Linked DNA regions of Mus musculus: region 1 is linked to region 2. The links are chromatin contacts, called in public HiChIP or PLAC-seq maps. All regions are on one chromosome and are shown on one strand. The core of a region is the stretch at or near the end of the contact, and the rest is flanking DNA. Distances in the headings are between cores, read along the strand shown.

Region 1 (6,012 bases), core at 2,927-5,426, 370 kb after region 2:
TGGAAATCAAACCCAGGTCCTCCTGAAGAGAAGTCAGCATTCTTTACCATTTAGCCATCTCTCTCCAGGCCCACAAAATTGTTCTTTTCAAAAAATACAGAGTATTTTTCAAGATTTATTTATTATATGTAAGTACACTGTAGCTGTCCTCAGATACTCCAGAAGAGGGCATCAGATTTTGTTACGGATGGTTGTGAGCCACCATGTGGTTGCTGGGATTTGAACTCAGGATCTTCAGAAGAGCAGTCGGCGCTCTTAACCACTGAGCCATCTCACCAGCCCCAGAGTATTTTAAGTATGGCCATAGACATAGATGTCCTTTTCAGTGAGTGAGAAGAGTGAATGGGGCTAAAGAAATCACTGGGGTTACAATGGGTGTTTCTTCCCCTGACCATGACATTTGTTTGTTTTGTTTCTTTTTGGGGAGAGTATCTCTAACCACTGGCTTCAAACTCAAGATTGTCTTTCCCTAGCTTCCTAATGCTGGATTTAAAGGTGTTAGACCTCACACTTGACTAAGAGTGGGGAATTCTTTCTATGGTTTATTTTTATGCATAAGAATGTCTTGCTTAGCCGGGCGTGGTGGCGCACGCCTTTAATCCCAGCACTTGGGAGGCAGAGGCAGGCGGATTTCTGAGTTCGAGGCCAGCCTGGTCTACAGAGTGAGTTCCAGGACAGCCAGGACTATACAGAGAAACCCTGTCTCGAAAAAACAAAAAACAAAAAAAAAACAACAACAACAAAAAAAGAATGTCTTGCTTGCATGTATGTATGTACACTGTGTACATACCAGAGGGGCCACAGAAGGCTATCAGCTCCTCTGGAACTGGAGTTAAAGAACAGACTGTGGTGAGCTGCCATGTTGAGTGCTGGTATTATGGGGAGCCCACCAAAGAAGACCACGCAGACACAGTCTGTAAACAACTGAAATTCTTTTTTTCCAGCTGACCAGGATTACACTTGGGTCCAGGGACACCAGTGTAGCCCTGAGGTCTTAGAACAAGGGGCTTTGAAGCAAAAAACATATCTGGTCTCTTGCTTGGTTGCTGCAGAGGACACTTTTGAGCAAACAAGGAGGGGAAGGGTTGCTTTTGAGCAAGCAGGTAGTTGTAACAGAAGCTAAGATAAGCAGTTAGCCGAAACAGGAGGTTTTGCACAAGCAAGTAGTTTAACAGAAACCAATATAAATTAGCTGGGGTATCTTGACCCTTGGGTTCTTTGAGTAGAGTTGGTTGATTTTTCATGGGAGTCTCCAACAAGGAGCTCAAGTTCTAGTCAAACCTAAGATAGCTTCCACGTGGAGAACCTCTCTGTATTGTCCTATCACTGGGGACTAAACCCCAGGTCTTCTGTAGGAATATCAACTGCTCTTAAACTGCTGGGCTCTCTTTCCAGATCCAGGAGTGGTTAAATCTTCAAAGCAGCTGTACTTCTAATCCATCCTGAACCTAGAAGCCCCAGCTGTCACCTGATGAGTAGAATGCTGGGGGTGGAGCCTGCAGTTGAGTTATAGACAGACCCCAGGTGATTGGGTTGTATGCTTAGGTTTGATATCAGGACAACTAATGTCACCTAATGAAATCTAAAGGGAACTTTGGGGCCAAGTGAGATGGCTCAGCAGTTGAAGGTGCCTGCCACCAGAGCTGACAGCCTGAGTGTGCCCACTGGGACCCACGTGGTAGATAACTCCCAGGTTGTCCTAGGAACTCCACGTGTGTGGTAGTGGCCTGCATACCCATGCATATGCACTTAACTGATAATATAATAATATTCAAGGGAATTATGTGGGTTTCTCACCTATTCTTGATCTCTGTACCTCAGACCAAGGCTGTTCCTGCTTTTTCTTTTGAGCCTCTGGTCCCCCTGCTGTTCTTGTTGATAAGCAGGGGGATCGGATGTCCTAGCCAGTCGCACCTGCTGCCCCTTATCTTTGACTCCCCTCTTGGAGGCTGAATGAAGCAGGGAAATCCTACCTGCAGCTGCACAAAACCAAACAGCCACTGTTCACTCGGCTTCCCTCCTGGGATTCGTGGAGGGTGCCAGGGGAGAAATGGCTTTTCACAGCCAAGCCTGGCCTCTGTGAATGAATCTAGGCAACTTTGACAATGGGGAAACGGTCACTGGCCTGAGCGTCTGGGAAGTACAGGCCTGGCGTCGGTGGTCAGGGTGTGTGCCATACTGATCGTTCTCCCGCTGTGAATATGCTTCCGGGCTGCAAGGTGAGACTTTGGATCTGTGGTCAGTAGGTTCCAGAGCAAGACACAAGGGGCTGGTAAGATGGCTCAGCAGGGGAAGGTGCTTGCTGATCTGGGACTCAGAGAACTGACGTCCTAAAGTTGTTCCCAGACCCACACACAAATGAACATACAAACTTTTAAAAAAAAAAAAAGGGTGTTTTGGTTTTTCTTTTTAAGATTTATTTCATGTATGAGTACACTATAGATAGCTGTCTTCAGACACACCAGAAGAGGGCATCAGATTCCATTACTTGAGGTTGCTGTGAATTGAACTCAGGACCTCTGGAAGTACAGGTAGTGCTCTTAACTGCTGAGCCGTCCCTCCAGCCCCGCAGTTTTTGTTGTTGGTGGTGGTGGTTTAGTTTGATTTTATTTGCTTTTTTTTTTTTTTAAAGAAAAAAATATATTTCAGAGTGTAAGTCACTATCTTTAAGTATTCCTGGTGAGTGATAATTGCACCCGCTTGCACACACATACACAACTAATGGGATGGCATGCTAACAAGGACTGCCTGGGTATCTGGCTGATCTTTTTGTAGTTTATCAGCTGTGTGTGCCCTCCAACGTTTACCCGGTGTGTTGCAATCATGTTTTGTGTCACGTTTGCACAATAGTGTGGGGGCCCCTCCGTTGTCTCCATCAATCCCAATTTGGTATTGCTCTGCCCCCGCCACCATCTGTGAACATAAGTCCTAAGGGTTTGTTTTGTTTCTAACGTCAAACGGTCCAGGGCATCTGCTTTGTGGAGGCTTCAAAGCTGCCTCCAGGTCAGCTGATACTGATTGAGATCAGGGCTCTCTGGAGTCGAAGGCTCAACCTGGAATGGCTAGTTGGTACTGAGAATGCCTGTCAGATCTTCTCAAATCTGTCCCCAGGCTTCTAAAAAGCCCAAAAGAAAAGAAAAAGTGACTCTCTAAGGATGCCTGAACCAAAGATCCCAAAGTGAGAGTTCAAAGCCAGCCTCCAGCTTCCTGGTGAACCGGTTTCAAAACAACAGCAAAACAAACCCACACCCAGCCCCCTTGAGCTTTCTTTTGAGAAAGATCTCTGGATTCCCTGAGTCCTATCTCCTCAGCCCCCTCCTCCCACACTCTCCTTACAAACACCCCTCACCCCAAGTGAGGTCATCCATCCTAGTAGCAGGCCTTTTGACTTTGTGGCTGACCTAAGCAGTCTTTCCTGGGGTTTTCCCCTCCATTAAGGTGTAGGTAACTCTGCATACCCAGTCATTGTGTGGCCTGAAGAAGGGGTTTAAGAATATGGCCAGAAGTCCAGTCAGGGCAGGGACTGTCTGAGAGGTCAGCTAGGTGACAGGCCACCACTGACAGTTGGAGCAGCCCCCTCACCAGCGTTCCATCCTTTATGTGTCTAGTTTGACTCACTGGGGAACTCCGTGGATCACCTGCTCACAAAGAAGGCAGAGCCTTCCTTCCCACCTTCAGCTTTCTTTTTTGCTTTGTTTTGTTTGAGACGGGGAGGGGATTCTCTGTGTAGCCCTGGCTGTATTAGAGCTCACTCTGTAGACCAGGTTGGCCTCGAACTCAGAGACATCTACTTGCTTCTGCCTCCCCAGTGCAAGATTAAAGGTGTAAGCTGCCACTGTTGGTCAGAGACCAAATTCAGATCCTGCCCTTCTGAATGAGGCCTTGGGCAAATTGCTTCCGCTCTCTGAAGGATGCCTAGCACGGGAGGGCTGTTTAAGATGACCGTTGGCCCTACTGATGTAGGAGGTTGATGGGAGTGACGGCATCCCATACACATCCGTATACAGGGATCCTCCGCGGAAGGTGAGCTTCCATGGGAAGACTGCCCAAAGGAACGGAACGTCCCCTTCCTTCCCAGCAGAGGGCGCCATTCTCCCAAACCACAGCTGGGGCTGGCCTTTGCAGCCTGGCTTGGCAGGGTGGGGCCACAGGAAGGGAGGGCACATGCCACAGGGCCACTGGCTGTGGCATACCTTACATGGAAGTCTGCCTGCGAAGACAGCTCCGCCTGCACAGAACACATGCTCGGTAAATACTTGTTGAGTCAGTGGATGAAAAAGCTCTCTTGATGATGGGGATGGTGTCTGAACGGACGCTGCTTGATGAGCCACGACCCTTACCAAAGAGCTGCTTATGGTCTGGTCTCTCAACGAGCTTTTTATGTCTTCCTTTTAAAAAGGAATTGAGAGCCAGAGCGACGGCTCAGTGGTTAAGAGCACGTATTGCTCTTGCAAGAGGCCCCAAATTCAATTCCCAGCATGGTGACTCACAAGCATAACTCCAGTTCCAAGGGATTCAAAGCTCTCTTCTGACTTACATGGGCACCCGGTGTGCACACAGTGCACAAACATACATGCTGGCAAAACATCTGTACACGTACAATAATAAAATGAGTAAGTTTAGAACAAAGTCAAGAAAAGGAAATGGAGAGAGTTAGGAGAAGTGCTGGGCTGGGTGTGGTGGCACACCAGGGTGCGTACCTGTAATCTCAGCATTTAAGAGGAAGGCTGAAAGGAATTGAGAGTTCCAGATCAGCCTGATCTACACAGGTAGATACCTGGAGAGACAGAGTGACAAGGATGGGCCTTTATGTTTTCTTTGAGGACACCTGAGGTGTCCCAGGCTGTTCCAATCTGAACTCTCTATGTAGCTTCACCCGCTGTTCTCCTGTTTCTGCCTCCCAAATGCTAACCTAACAGGAATATACCACCACGCCTAGTTTATGAAGTGTGTAATTGAACGTAATCCTTCATGAGTGGCAAGCAAGCATTCTACCAACCGAGGTATCTCCGTCCGAAGACCTCTTTTTATCCTGAGATTCAAACCTCTGCCAGACACGACAGTAAATGCACTTAATGCTGACATCCAGGGGGCAGAGACAGGCAGAACTCTCTGAGTTCTAGACCAGCCTGGGCTACATAGCCAGTTCCAGGACAGCCAGAACTACATAGAGAGACTCTGTCTCAAAAAAACCCAACCAACCAGCCAAACAAGCAAACAAACAAAGGTTGGTGGTTACTAAAGAACAGCATCCAACTGAGGTGCCTCCTGGACTACACTCCAAGGTAGAACACTTGACCAATATCACAAGGTCACACCTTACCCTGCCAGAAGTTACAGCTGGAGCCAAAGTGCAGGCACACGGGACAAAAATATCCTTCAGATGTTATTCAGGTCCTGCATGAAGGCAGGGCTGCCCACGTGACCGTGGTTCTCTATTTCTTTTTTTTTTTTTTTTCTTTTTTGGTTTTTTGAGACAGGGTTTCTCTGTGTAGCCCTGGCTGTCCTGGAATTCACTCTGTAGACCAGGCTGGCCTTGAAGTCAGATATCCACCTGCCTCTGCCTTCCAAGTGCTGGGATTAAAGGCACCATTATTCATATATATATATATATATATATATATATATATATATATTTTTTTTTTTTTTTTGGTTTTTCAAGATATATCTATTTCTTATGTCAGTCCTTCCAGCCTCTTCTGAGGCCCCTTTGCGTGTAGTGGGCATTATTCCAGGGTCTTTATATTCATTTACATAATAACTACTTTTTAAAAAAATTTCATGTATGTGGGTACACTGTCGCTGTCTTCAGATGCACCAGAAGAGGGCATTAGATCCCATTACAGATGGTTTCGAGCCACCATGTGGTTGCTGGGAATTGAACTCAGGACCTCTGCAAGAACCGTCAGTGCTCTTAACCTCTGAGCCATCTCTCGAGCCCACATAATATCTACTTATTGACCAAATTGTTCTATGCCAGGTACCATTGTTGGTGATGAAAAAAATGAAATT
Region 2 (5,805 bases), core at 417-2,916:
GTATTTATTGTTTATCTGGACTTGTGTTAAACATTATATTGAGGAATCTCCCAAAAAAAGTCAGCTCTAAAAAAGTGTCAGAATGTTGTAAAATGGACATTGTCTTTCCTATGTTGGCATTTCTTTTTTTTTTTTTTTTTTTTTTTTTGTTTTTTCGAGACAGGGTTTCTCTGTATAGCCCTGGCTGTCCTGTAACTCACTTTGTAGACCAGGCTGGCCTCGAACTCAGAAATCTGCCTGCCTTTGCCTCCCAAGTGCTGGGATTAAAGAAAGGTGTGCAACTACTACTGCCCCACTTTTTTTCTTTTTTTGTTTTTTAAAGATTTATTTATTTATTTATTTATTTATTATATGTAAGTACGCTGTAGCTGTCTTCAGACGCACCAGAAGAGGGCATCAGATCTCATTACGGGTGGTTGTGAGCCACCACGTGGTTGCTGGGATTTGAACTTCGGACCTTCGGAAGAGCAGTCGAAGAGCAGTCGGGTGCACTTACCCACTGAGCCATCTCACCAGCCCCCCCCCCTTTTTTTTTCTTTTCTTTTCTTTTTAACTTTTGCTGAGGATGGAACCAGAATTTTATGTGTGCTATATTAGACTCTACCACTCAGCCACATCCCTAGTCCTTTTAATTTAAAATTTTTAAAAACTTTTTTAAAGATAATGTCTTGAACTATATTTTGGGCTGGCCTGTAATTTAGCATGTTGTCCAGTAGCTGTGATTAAAGACATGTACCACCATATCCAGCTACTTATTGGCTCTTGAAAGGTTTTCATTCTGGGATCAGAGCAGACTGATCAGAGACACTGGTGGGCTTTCCAGGCTATCCTAAAGCCTTTGACAAAGGGCATCTTGCTCATTTAACAGCCAGTGTTCTGTTACCAGCCCCTAAACATGGCAGTATTTACAGTCACCTAGGGAGCTGAGCCTTCATCTCAGACCTGTTAGTTTGAATCAAAAATTAAAAGATTCTTATGTGTGTTTGGTCCTAAGGACCTGATACTCCAAGGACATCTGGATGCCTGGCTGTAGTCACTTGGTACTAGTGCATAAAGTTCCTGCCTAAGAATTGCCTAATACACTTCATAAAAACACAGCTTTGGGCAAGTGACTACAGCTAGGCATCTAGATGTCACTGGAGTCTCAGGAGCATCTTATAGTAAAATTGGGCTACTGAGTAATCCTTCTCTGCAATGTGTGCCTTAGAGAACCACTGAGACCCCATGGAAGCTCTTGCTGCACACCTACACCTTTTTGCCACATTGAGTTCTGGGTGTAACCTTTCTATTACACACACACACACACACACACACACACACACACACACACACACATATATATGTAAAAATTAATATATATATATATATTGTTCGTGTGAATATGCCACATGTGTGTGGGTCCTGAGGCCAGAAGAGGGTGTCAGATCTCCCTGGAGTTCCAAGGGGTTGGCCACCGAGCCTTCTTTCTACTCTAAGTCTAGGCTTTCTTCAGGGGGTGATGACAAGCCCTTTAGGAGGCCGACTCCTGTTCAAAACTCCATGCTGTCTGCTTGTCTGTCTTGAGAAGCTAGGTAGGTTTTCTATTTGCGGTCCCCAGAGGCCCCCAGGAAAGGTGACGAATCACTCTGTCTTGGTTTGTTGCTCTGAAGGGTGGGGTTGGCTCACTATGAGATAAGACCTGGCTTACTCTGTAGCCCTAGATTTCCGGCCCCAGACAGCCACACCGCACCCACTGCAAATAGACTGATAGAACCACATGTCTAAATCATACAGTGATCTGAGCCCAGACTTTGTGCTGGGTCTGATTGTGAGTGGAAATTACTCCTCTGTGTGAAATGACCAGTGACATCAAAATAGGAAGAAGAGCTGAGGTCACCTCTGGGAAATGGACATTCCTTAGGGCCCTGGAAGAAGTGTCCCTTCAGAGTGCAGCCGGGCTGCTTTTGCTTTCTTGATTACCTAGTTTTAGATGGGGCAGTGAATGTGGGGAGGTTTTGGTTATTGCTCCTTTCGTATTAAATAATGTTTTTTTTTCTTCCCCTGCCCTGTTTTTTGTCTCTCTTCTTTTTTCTCCTTTTGTTTCATCTTTTTAATTCTCCCTCTGTATTCTTTCTGTTCTTCACATTCCTTCTATCTCCCTTCTCTTTTGCCTGGTCTCCCACCCGTCTTTGCCCCACAGGACACACTGAGCACTTTCAGGACGCCTTTAAAGGTTCCTCGTGGAATGTGGGAGACCTCTCTCTTGCCCTGTACTCTGCCCTCTTCTCTTACTCAGGTTGGGACACCCTTAATTTTGTAACAGAAGAAATCAAAAACCCAGAAAGGTAAAGGCGAGATCACACTCTCCAACTTGGCTGGAACTCCTGCTGATGGTGGGCGCAGTTGCCCTGTTCCCATAGCTCCTCCCTCGACCTCCCCTCCCCTCATCCTCTCCCTGCTCCCCTTCTCCAGTTAGGAGGGGTTGGGGGCTAGGATGGGAGTGAGTGAATGTGGGAAAGCCCTGGCTCTCACCCTCATGTTCCATTGGAGAGCATCCAGGGTCCACTAAAGAGGAGAGGTCTTTAGTGGGCAGCAGCAGACCCAGCTAGGGCTGAGGTGGCAGGCTTTAGCCCTGTGGTGCTGAGACTGTCTCTGGCCTACCAGATCACCAGACTAACCTCTAGCTTCTAGAGGATGTTGCTCCTTGCATTTATCCTGAGATCACAGATGCAAGAAGGTTAGAAAGCCACATGTGGCTCATTGGACCTAATGAGATTGGATAAACTCATCGTGAGTCCCTTCTCAGGGAAAGTGCTCTTCTTTCTCAGTGGAAAATGCCCAGGAACATGGGAAGCTTACCCGCCCTGAGGCATACAGAGAAGAGGAGCTCATCTCAGAGAGCTGGCAGCCAGTGAACTGTTAAATGTTAGGAAAATTCCAGGGGGTGCTGGATGGCTTTTGATTCTCAGCAGAGCTTGGTTCTAGGTAGTCTTATTTCACTTGTCCTGACAGGAATTTGCCCTTGGCCATTGGGATTTCTATGCCAATTGTGACACTCATCTACATCCTGACCAACGTGGCCTATTACACAGTGCTGAACATTCAGGATGTCCATAAGAGTGACGCTGTGGCTGTGGTGAGTCTCTTGGGGGAGGAGGGCTGTCCTCATTTGCCCCTGTTCCCAAATGGTGTAATCTTTTTCTGCAGCTAATCTAGCTCTGCAGTGTTCGTCGTGGGTCTAGATAGGGCAGAGGGTAGGCATTTTATCGAGGACTGCCTTTGTTCAGAGATCATAGATAAGAGGAGGGTAGCAAAGCTCTCCTGTGTTGTTTCCCTCCTTTGCTTTGCCTTCAGACATTTGCTGACCAGACATTCGGCATGTTCAGTTGGACCATCCCCATTGCTGTTGCTCTGTCCTGCTTCGGGGGCCTAAATGCATCCATCTTTGCTTCATCAAGGTACTTTGGTTTCTGATACTAGACTGTTCTTAGCACCCACATGGCTACTCACCACCATCTGTAACTCTAGTTCAGGGGTAAGAGAGTAGTGCTTCTCTTAGTTGCTGTTCTATCTCTGCAACCCCACAGTGGCATTTCAAAGAAGGGCTATGCAATCCCAGCAGAAACAGGAAGGTCCCAAGTTTGAGTCCTGCCAGACCTACACAAGGAGACCTTGTGTCTCTTTAAATTAAAAAAGAAAAGGCCATTGTGGTAGCTGTTGGTGGCAGAATAAGGGCATCCCTGGTGGGATGGGGATGTCACTAGGTGGTGGGAACACAGCACAGCATCCCTGGTGGGATGGGGATGTCACTAGGTGATGGGAACACAGCACAGCATCCCTGGTGGGATGGGGATGTCACTAGGTGGTGGGAACACAGCACAGCATCCCTGGTAGGATGGGGATGTCACTAGGTGGTGGGAACACAGCACAGCATCCCTGGTGGGATGGGGATGTCACTAGGTGGTGGGAACACAGCACAGCATCCCTGGTGGGATTAGGGGAGGATCTGGTTCAGAAGTTCAGAGCATTGGTAGAAGCTAGTGATTTCATTGCTGAGGGCTTGGAGTGGTTAATGGGTAATGGTGGGAGAGCATTCCTGGGAAGTGGTGAGGTGTTAATAGTTAAAGACATTTGTGGGTAGCATGAGTAATGGGGCTGGGTGTAAGTGGAGCCTGTGACGGTGTCTTCTGTTTTGGGGAGGTGGGGGGGGGGGCTCTGAGCTTAGTTTGTCTGAGGAGTGTGATTAGATAAGAGGCTGCTGACGAATTTCATTCCCTCACAGGTTGTTTTTCGTGGGCTCTCGTGAGGGCCACCTCCCGAACCTTCTGTCCATGATCCATATTGAGCGCTTTACACCCGTGCCTGCGTTACTGTTCAATGTAAGCTCTGCAAGGAGAGTGTGGGCTTGGGCAGGTTTGTGCAGGATTCCTAATTTACACTGTACTTTAGGCTTGTAAGCATAGTTAGTTATCTTTTCTCTAGTGTTATAAGGCAGGCAGACATTCTACCTGTCCCATTCTTAGGCACTATTTATTCATTTTCCTCTGCCCCAAGACAAGGGCTTCTTACGTAACAAGTTAGTATGTAGTATAAGTTAGTCTTGAGCATAGACCCTCTTGCCTCAGCTTCCCTGAAGGCCTTTTTTTTTTCTTTTTTTAAATCCTGTGTTGATACATGAGGGTGAAAAGACAGGTGGGTAAATTATCTATTTTTTAGTTTAAGCAGGTCTTAGCTTGTCTTAGAAAGCTCGTTTCTGAAACCCTATCTACTAGGATTCTTTCATATAAGAAGACAAGTAGTTACCCCTCTCTCAAGAGTGAGTATGGATCCATTTTGCTCATCTCCCTTTCAAAAGCTCCAGGCCACTGTGATGGTTCCGGAGGCAGTTCCCCCATGTGTATGCCAGGTAGCTGGGCTTCAGGCCTAACGAACTCTAAGTCAACAGTGTAACTCCCATTGTGGTTGGTATGTTGAGGGCCTCCCTGTCAGCCATCAGAAAGGAAACAGAATCCTACCTTGTTAAGCACAGTGCTTGCAACAAGCGGGAGCACTAACTATAGGCAGAGCCGGAGATGTTGCCTTGAAGGTTACTGAGCCACTGAAAACCAGAGCTAATCTGGTAAAGCTATTTCAGCTCTGACAGACTGCTGGATGTGGCGTCTCCTGGTGTGGCTGGAAGGAATGATCCTCGTTCCTCTTCCCCACCTCTCTGTCCCTCCACAGTGCACCATGACACTTATCTACCTCGTGGTGAAGGACGTCTTCCTGCTCATCAACTACTTCAGCTTCAGCTACTGGTTCTTCGTGGGCTTGTCTGTTGTTGGACAGCTCTACCTTCGCTGGAAAGAGCCTGACTGGCCTCGACCTCTCAAGGTCAGCACCCCCTCCTCTCCCTCCTCCTCCTCCTCTTTCTTCTTCTTCCTTGGAACTAACCATGTGGCCAAGGAGAGCTTAACACGCACATTTCATGCATACATACTAGCAGGAGGGAGGGGTCCTCTTCTCTTTTAAAGATTTATTTATTTTTATGTGTATTGGTGTTCTGCCTGCATGTCTGTGCAAGGATGGCAGATGAGCTGCTGTGGGTGGTGGGAATTGAACTTGAGTCCTCTGGAAGAGCCATCTCTCCAGCCCCGGGTCCTCCTCTTAAGGTGCCTTTTGATTGAGCTGTGTTCCATCATCCCACCCTACTAAATCTCACTCTTCTATTTCAGCTGAGCCTCTTTTTTCCCATCGTGTTCTGCGTCTGCTCCTTGTTTCTGGTGGCCGTACCCCTCTTCAGTGACACCATCAATTCCCTCATTGGCATTGGGATTGCCCTCTCTG

The links. HiChIP or PLAC-seq counts read pairs in DNA pulled down with a chosen protein or histone mark.
Region 1: a contact with region 2 is called in a FOXA1 HiChIP or PLAC-seq map of pancreatic cancer cells. The contact joins two enhancer-like sites. A contact is called at or near these places in 3 of 115 datasets of contacts at active chromatin or transcription factors (bone marrow-derived macrophages, extraembryonic endoderm stem cells and pancreatic cancer cells) and 1 of 9 other capture datasets (pancreatic islet).

The regions. Positions count from the first base shown.
Region 1 is chr8:106,557,180-106,563,191 of GRCm38.p6, forward strand. No RefSeq gene overlaps it. Among named protein-coding and RNA genes, the nearest start is that of 1110028F18Rik, 27 kb to the right of the region's middle. Within about 2 kb of position 4,177, at least 137 of the 459 cell types and tissues checked have an H3K27ac peak or open chromatin away from gene starts, as enhancers often do. A contact at or near this core is called in pancreatic cancer cells, where this site is marked.
Region 2 is chr8:106,190,160-106,195,964 of GRCm38.p6, forward strand. It overlaps Slc7a6 (solute carrier family 7 (cationic amino acid transporter, y+ system), member 6), which reads left to right. Exons shown (of 10, transcript NM_178798.4): 4 at 2,180-2,324; 5 at 2,992-3,115; 6 at 3,334-3,437; 7 at 4,262-4,358; 8 at 5,203-5,352; 9 at 5,694-5,805. Among named protein-coding and RNA genes, the nearest start is that of Slc7a6os, 18 kb to the right of the region's middle. Within about 2 kb of position 1,667, at least 26 of the 459 cell types and tissues checked have an H3K27ac peak or open chromatin away from gene starts, as enhancers often do. A contact at or near this core is called in pancreatic cancer cells, where this site is marked.